Linked DNA regions of Zea mays: all the other regions are linked to region 1. Evidence: chromatin contacts called from public Hi-C data. All regions are on one chromosome and are shown on one strand. Each heading gives the region's core, a stretch centred on a gene start, on an enhancer-like site or on the middle of the called end of the contact. The rest is flanking DNA. Distances are from core to core; before and after follow the strand shown. Region 1 holds the start of LOC100216965 (solute carrier family 35 member B1). Region 2 holds the start of LOC100272777. Region 3 holds the start of LOC100274286.

What was found. A called contact is a pair of places that touch in the nucleus more often than the background predicts.
Region 2: a contact with region 1 is called in a Hi-C map of endosperm, with 3 times the contacts expected there. The contact joins the promoter of LOC100272777 here to the promoter of LOC100216965 in region 1. A contact is called at or near these places in 8 of 25 Hi-C or Micro-C datasets (bundle sheath, ear, endosperm and 2 more) and 1 of 3 datasets of contacts at active chromatin or transcription factors (leaf).
Region 3: a contact with region 1 is called in a Hi-C map of leaf, with 4 times the contacts expected there. The contact joins the promoter of LOC100274286 here to the promoter of LOC100216965 in region 1. A contact is called at or near these places in 9 of 25 Hi-C or Micro-C datasets (bundle sheath, ear, endosperm and 3 more).

Annotation. Positions count from the first base shown.
Region 1 is chr9:93,169,526-93,172,175 of Zm-B73-REFERENCE-NAM-5.0, reverse strand. LOC100216965 (solute carrier family 35 member B1) reads left to right here and starts at 1,310. Exons shown (of 7, transcript NM_001143346.1): 1 at 1,310-1,579; 2 at 1,675-1,772; 3 at 1,922-2,058; 4 at 2,350-2,380. The coding sequence starts at 1,407.
Region 2 is chr9:92,807,072-92,809,721 of Zm-B73-REFERENCE-NAM-5.0, reverse strand. It overlaps LOC100272777, which reads left to right and starts at 1,327. Exons shown (of 10, transcript NM_001147230.1): 1 at 1,327-1,535. The coding sequence starts at 1,430.
Region 3 is chr9:92,896,167-92,898,816 of Zm-B73-REFERENCE-NAM-5.0, reverse strand. LOC100274286 reads right to left here and starts at 1,292. Exons shown (of 1, transcript NM_001148650.1): 1 at 1-1,292. The coding sequence starts at 1,149.

The DNA of each region.
Region 1 (2,650 bases), core at 61-2,560:
CACGGCGACATGCGGGTCGCGCGCGGGCGGTTCAGGGAGGACAAGTCCGACAGATGGGACCCACGGGTCAGCGAGAACGGGCGAACGAACGGGTGGCCAGGCTGACAAGCGGACCCCGCGGGACAGTGAGAGAAAGTGCGCGTGCACGGAGGAGTTTGGCGCCGACAAGTTGGCCCCACTGGGTAGCGAGAGAGAGAGAGAGAAGTGAGAGAGGGCGTGGGACGGCGCTGACAAGCGGGGGCCGCCTGTCAAAGAAGGCGGGCGCGCGCGAGGCTGGGCTGGCTTGGGCTAGTTGGGCCGAATTGGCATTTTCTTTTTTCCTGTAATTTCTAATTGCTTTTCTATTTTATTTCCTTTATGGATTCAAATCAAGTTCAAACACCAATTCAAATCAAATAATCTCAAACATGTGCATCAAACAAAAGAATATTTTAGGTTCAACATGATGCAACAATTCATGACTTACATAGTTTTGACAAAATAAATAAATATTAAACCCTCACTTAATTAACTTAATTCTAATCAAAAGAAAGAGAGAGAGACTAGAGAGAGACTAGAGATAACACCTGAATTTGGTAGGCATTTAGAAAAGAAATTGTATACACCAAATTCAGGGTGTTACAATTACTCACGTTAGTGTACATGTGGACCAAATCTTGTGTATCTCAACATAAAAACATATTAATCCACCTAAGTTATCACTCATTCACCAAAATAAAAGCAACAACCTTTCACTCTCTCCTTTCTTAGTATTGATGATAAATTTAAAAACAAATGAAAACTAAGCATAATCCAAGGTATCACTTCACAATAGTGTATTTTGTTAACTTGGTTTGGATTTTTTTGTCGCTCATCCAACTTTTAAGCTTTGTCATTATGATACAAATAAACATATGTCGTGCCATATTAGAGCACACTAATGAAAGTTCACATAGCATTCAAGTTTAGGGACCCAAGTGACACAACATGTTAAGTTAGAGACCCCAAATGACTCCGACATGGTATGCCACGTCAATATCCGGTTTGTAAACCTGGTTTTAGATGATTTTGTATGAGCTGATAAAGTTCGATGATCTGTTTGGCCGTTCTAATTACAGAGCATGCCAATTTCATCTATGGCTAATGTACTTTACCCACTAGGCCACTATCATCCTACTCCGGCCTCCGGCCGTCACCCTTCCACGCCATCTAGCCAATCGGGCGTCTGTCCTGGCATGCTCGGTCCAATCGCTCTACGCCACGTCACCTCTCTTACGCGCTCTTCTCTCTTCCCCCCTGTTACGTTGGGCTCCTACATAACACGCGCCCCCGCTTCCACTCGGCGACCACCGGTCCACCGCGCATCGAACCCCCACTTGTGCTGATTCTGCTGATCCCTCGCCGACAACGGCCGGAGAATCGACACCATGGCCGCTGCGCGCCGGGGCCGTGGCGACGGCGCCAACGGCGTCGTCCGTCCCCGCCCCCGCGACCGCGGCATCGGCGGCGGGAGCATGGCGGGGCGCGTGGCCGTCCTCGCCTTCTGTGTCGCAGGGATCTGGTCCGCCTACATCTACCAGGGCGTCCTCCAGGAGACTCTGTAAGCCCCCCCCCCTCTCTAATTGCTGTCCGAAGTCCGCTACACAATTAGACAAGCCGGGGTCAATTTGGTGAGTTTGCTCGCCGGTGGTTCAGATCGACGAAGCGGTTCGGGCCGGATGCGCGGCGGTTCGAGCACCTCGCGTTCCTCAACTTCGCGCAGAACGTCATCTGCTTCGTCTGGTCCTTCATAAGTGAGCGCCCTCTACCTTCCTCTGGCGCCGCGTAGTTGCCTAATTGCAATTCGTGCAGCGTAGTGGGCTCGTGGTGATCAATTCCGTCGCATTGTGGGTGACTGGGTGGCCCGCATACGAGGGTTTCTGACTTCTGCGTGCTTTTCAAGTGATTAAGCTGTGGTCGGGCGGGAGTAGCTCCAATGGCAGCGCACCGATATGGAAGTACTGGGGCGTCAGCGTCACCAATACCATCGGGCCGACCATGGGGATCGAGGCTCTCAAGTACATCAGCTACCCGGCTCAGGTATGGTTCCACCTGTTCTTGCTGTGTGACTGTGTCGCCTTCCTTGGTTGTTTTACTTTTATGCACTGTCCCGGAGCGGCGGAAACGATTAATGACAATTAGTTACTTTTCGGAACCCCGTTTTTTCTTCCAAGTGATTTCTATTTCCTAAGGGAAATTATTTTATTTTTCTTTGGGAAAATGAAAATTCATTGGAAAAATGGAGTTCCCAAACTAGTCCTTCATGTGATTGTATAACAATTTCTGGTAACTGAATATGAATCCTGACTAATTTACTGTTGGTGTGAACAGGTGTTGGCAAAATCTTCTAAGATGATTCCTGGTAAGTTTACATTTACTTATACACACTACAGTGTATATGTATCACAACATAAAAGTATTCACAGCTTGTTCTTTTCTTCTTGAACAGTCCAATTTAATTTATTTCACTGAGTAAAGAAAACTACAAAGAGCAGAATAAAAGTGCAATGAAAGATAATCCCTTTTTCTTTTATGTTGAGACATACCATGCTCAACACTATTATGAGTATAATTCTACATTAGTAGGAACAATGACAGGGATATTTTTATTGATATCCATGTTGGCTCGATG
Region 2 (2,650 bases), core at 78-2,577, 360 kb after region 1:
GGGTTTGGCTTGCAAATTTTCATAAATGTGAACCATGTGACCTTATATGATTTAACATTGTAGTTTTTACACTTTAGTCCAAATGGGCACTACTATTGCACATAGGCCCCTAGGGTTTGGATTTAGGGTTTTCCAAGGTTTCAATTAGGGTTTCTGGTATCTCAGGGGTATAAATGTAATGCAAGTCCATTCTTGGGAGCATTTTATGACTATTCCACTAAAGCTTTTGGGTTTTCTCAATTTGGGTCATGTTTTACCCTCCTGGTCCCTATTTAGGGTTAAGTCCCCTATTCCAGGGTTCTATTTGCAAAATACCAAAACAGTACTTGTTTGAAATTTTTGCCTAGTGAATGCACTCTAGGTGTGTCAAACATATGCAATGCTAATGCTTATGATGTTATGCTCAAGTTTTAGTAGCAGTAACACCAGGGGTGTTACATCAGTGAGCTAGAAAATCAGACGTACGTACGTGTGTACCTTAGAGGACTAGGTGAGTCGGAGTAGCTAGAGAGCGTCAGGCCACCGGCGGCTAGCAGATCCACCATCGCTATTGCTTGAGGGGTCTCAGTACGACTTTTTGTAGCTAGGTTTGGTGGCGATTAGGATGAGTAAAACAGCTCCACTCCGCAGCTGCTGAAACTGCTTTCCCGCGTTTTTTATGCATGGAAGACACGATGTGTGTGGGTCTGCTGAAACTGCTTTCCCCATCCTCTACGGAGCGATGTGCATGGGTTGTTGGGCTCCTGTCGCGATGCATTTAGCGCGAGCGCACTTGCCATGTCGGTCGGTGCTCGGAAGACATGGTGTGTGTGTTTGTGTCATTGTGTGGGTGACTGAGACGCTTGCGCGACATGCGGGGCGTGGATTCGCTGGACGGGGGTGGGGGTGGGTGGGTGGATAGATGAATTAGATTAGATACGATCGATGTGAAGATAACATGTCTTGTGGGCCATTCCAAACAATAAAAGAGGTTATTTGTAAAAATATGACGTGAAATAACAGTTAAAACTGATGTTTTAATATAGTACAGATACAGAATAAAGAATACCATTAAATATAATTATGTATGATAACATATAGACATTTAGAGCGTGTTTTTAATAGATATCTCATTTAAATAAAATCTATCCATATACTATATAGTAATGCATGGACATTTAACTAGGCGAGGTTTAAGGGCCTCCGCTGTATAATCAGACCAGAAAGTGAACTAAACACGCAAAAGTTAGAAAATTAATTCTGCGTTAGTTACTCCAGGCTTAAGGTTAAGCACCTCCCAAACACGCCTATGAGGGCCCTCGTCCGGATCCACCTGCCCACGGCCATCTCCACCGGATCCTTCCTCCACACCTCCTCAACCGCCGCCTCCAAGACCCTAGTACCGAACCCCAACCTCGTCCCGCTCCGGCTCGTCCGCCACTTCCCGGCCATGGCCGCCACCGCCGCAGACGAGTTCGTGAAGGGCCGCGTCTTCCCCAACGGCGTCGCCGTCATCACGCTCGACCGACCCAAGGCCCTCAACGCCATGAACCTCGGTGAGGATGGACCTCCAGCTCTTATTTGACCTCCGAGGACCCTCTGGCCAGGGATCTCAATAAATAAACTTAGTCGGGTACTTTTTTCCGCAATCTATACTAGTTTGTTAAGCCGCGGAGCAATAGATGAAATTTTTCTTCCGCGGTTATTGAATAAATATTTGAAGCTCGTACCGAACTGACGTAGTGCGCGGATGTTTGTCTCAATTTACATACTCGTGCTAGCGATTAGGAATCAGGCAGTGGTTCAAATTTTTTGCTGCTTATCGTAGACCTAAGTGAAGTTTTAGATTGGGGTGGCCCAGTTCAAATATATCATCCAGTCGTGTTCATAAATTAATTCATGCTATGGAGAATCTGTATTGTAATCGTGTGCCAAACTGCCAATAGATGTTAAATTCCGAAAATCTATACTTTTTGTAATACTTTTTTAGCTTTTCTAGATATATTGCCTTTGCTATGCACTTACATATACACTATGTCTAAAACTCTAAATATATAGTAAAAGAAATGTAGCTAGAAAAGTAAAAAAACTCAAAATCTCTTATAATTTGGAATGGAGGTAGTACTATACAATATTTACGTAGTCGCCATGGGACCGACCAGGCGATTAATTGTGATTAGTCGTCAGCCAGGCTAATTAGTCGATCCTAGTTGTTCATATAATCGTCCTATATATGTGGACATTAGGACATATACCTACTATATATTTATACCTATAGCATACACAATAAAACTAGCATCAAGACTACACTACACTAGTGTTTACCTGGTGACATACCTGTGAGAGTTGTTTTCTGCACTGTCCATAACTCCATATTAGGAGGGAATAAGATGGAGAGGGAAAGACACACACTGCTGTCGGAGGAGCGCATCACGAAGACTAACGTCCACTTGAACTGGCTGAGAGCGCCGATGGCTAGACAGCTCACGAGAGAGGAGGATGACACATGGAGACATGGAATAGCGTGCAGGGGAGGAGAAATCACATGCGATAACGGAGGAATCACACACAGGAAGAGATGAGTCTCGTGCGGGAGAAATTGTGGCTATCGTTGGGATTTTCCTGCGTGTCTCCCATGCTGTGCATTTTTGGGGTGCTCTGGTACTCCTAT
Region 3 (2,650 bases), core at 43-2,542, 270 kb after region 1:
CACGCACACCATGGGCACCCCCGCCGCCAGGCTCTCCAGCACCGAGTTCCAGCCACAGTGCGTCACGAAGCACCCGACCGCCGCGTGCGACAGCACCCGCACCTGGTCGCACCACTCCACTACGATGCCGTTCTTGAGCTCCTCGTCTACCTTCGTCTCGGCATCCGCGAGTGCAGCCTTGTTGTCCTTCCGGATGACGCAGAGGTACGGCCTGCCGCTCTCCTCAAGGCCCCGGAGCAGCTCCTCGAGATGTTCTCTCGCCACCGTGGTCAGACTGCCGAAGGAGACGTACACCACGGAATTCGCCGGTTTGGCGTCGAGCCACTCCATGTACTTGGCGTCGTCGTCCTGCTTGAAGATGCCGGCGTCGCCGCCGGATGGGAGCACCGGGCCGACGGGGAGCACGTCGTGGTGCGCCCCCACGGCGGCGAGCGCGCCCACCTCGAGCTCTCGGCACGTGTTGACGAGGACAGTGGACCTGGGGCTTTCCTTGTCAAGCGTTTCGATCAGGTCTCGGATCGTGGTGAAGACGCTGTGGAACATATTGGAAGGGTCGGTGGAGTCGGTGAGGAAGGACGGCAGGTCGCCGACCGGCTGTGGCGCCAGGCCCGGCATCTCCACGACGAACGACGGGTCGTGAAGGTGGTCGGCGACGACGCCGGCGTGGCTGTGGAAGTAGTGGTGGTAGATGGCGAACACGGAGACCGGCTGGATCCAGTAGAGCGCGGACGGGATCCCGCGGTCCCGCGCGACGTCGGCCGCCCACGGGAGGAGCAGCGTGTACACGACGCGGGACACGGGGCGGCCCCGCGCCGCGAGCGCGTCCACGATCTCCGCGGCGCTGCGCGCCCCCGCGGCGTGGAAAGACGCCATGTAGGCGTTGAACGAGCCCAGGTCGGCGCTCCGGACGTACCCGGCCTCCGTGCCGTCGGAGAACGGGAGGAACTCGAGGCGGCCGTCTTCGTCGGAGTCCTTGGCGCCGTCGTTGGGCTTTGCCGGGAACATGCGCCTGTGCGCGACCTCGGTGGTGGAGAAGGTCACGAGCGCGTCGGGCGCCGCCGCGAGCAGCTGCCTGGCGAGGCGGAGAGCCGGGGCGATGTGGCCCTGGAAAGGGAAGGTGAGCACGAGGAAGTGTGGCCGCGGCGACATCTCCGACTCTCACTAGCTAGCGCGCCCGCGTGTGTGGGTCTGTGCTGTGTGTGTGGCACCCTCGCTTCCCTGACTGCCTGCATATGCCTAACCCGGTAACCCCGAGGCCCGAGTAGATGGTGCTGCCGTGCTGCGGTATCCGGTCGCGGACTAACCGTTGGTGCACGTGCCGTGGCGCATCCCAATTCATGCATCAATCTAGCCTTCAGGCCGTGGCGATTTCAGAAGAGAACAAACAGAAAAACGCCACGATTGACAGCGACGTTGCCCGCTCGGTCCATATGATATGATACAAAAAACGGAAAAAACCATCAGCTGTAGGCTGTAGCTGGACCAGCCGTACCCACGAAACGTCAGGGTACGCGTCAGCTCCACAGCTACCTGCGTCATCATCGTTTGGGGGAAGTAGAGAGATCAACAACGACGAGCGGACGAGACACGTTTCCTTGGATGGAGGCTACCGATCACCGATCGGTGGGGTCGTTCCTGCCCTTCGTGCGTGTAATGTAGAACGTTTCCTCTCATATCTACTCGTCTCTAGGACTCTAGGGCGGCAGAGCACCAGGGTTCGGAATTTCAGCGAAATTTCGTTGATTTCAAAGGTGGTCGAAAGAATAATATGGAATTATGCACTGATTCATGTGCTATAATATTTTCTCTACTCCTTTAAAGCACCACTTTCTACTCCTTTAAAGCACCACTCTATGGTTGAAACCGCCTCACGTCTGTGTGTGGACCTCCCAAACGCCTCGTCATCCTCTCCACCCAACAACTCCCGCCCGCCTCGCCCCCTCGCTGCGATGCTCGTGCACCGACCTCCGCCTCCCACCCGCCTCGCTTGCATCGCTCGCAGTGCCCACCACCTCCCGCCCGCCCTAGCCCCCATATAATCGCACCTACGCCGCCACCACCCGAACCTTAGAAAGCACTGTCTGCCTCCTCACTACCTCTCACTCTGGTACATGAGTCGCCACCGTCTCAGATCCATCATCCGTTGAGAGAAAGGCATCCGCACTCATGGCCTCCGACGAGCTCGCCAGCACACCTCATGCTCGACAATCGGTGAGTGGTTTTGTCGTGAGTGTTGATCATATGTTGATTTCGACGTGCTATTGCTACATTCCCTCTATTCGTGGCGCGACTTGGCTCGACACTGATTGTTGTGCTTGTTGTGAGTCTATGTAGTTTTGCGGAGACTAGGCTTGCGATCGCGTCAGGGTGTGGATGAGGGTATTTTGGAGAAGCATGTGTCTCGATATTTGGTAGGTTCATGCCTTAGTGGCATGTTGATCTGTGGATTATCTGATCCAAGCAAATTTCATGGTGGCGCAGGTGCAGAGCTTTGTACGCCTTGTGGAGTACCACGACGAAAGTTCGGAGCCGGAAAGCGAGGAGGATTGTGACCAAGGTATCTAATCACACTATGCTCTTGGGCATGTAGAGCAATGCTATTTTATTGAATCACTGGTTCATTATATTGTATTGCTTTCATATAATCTTG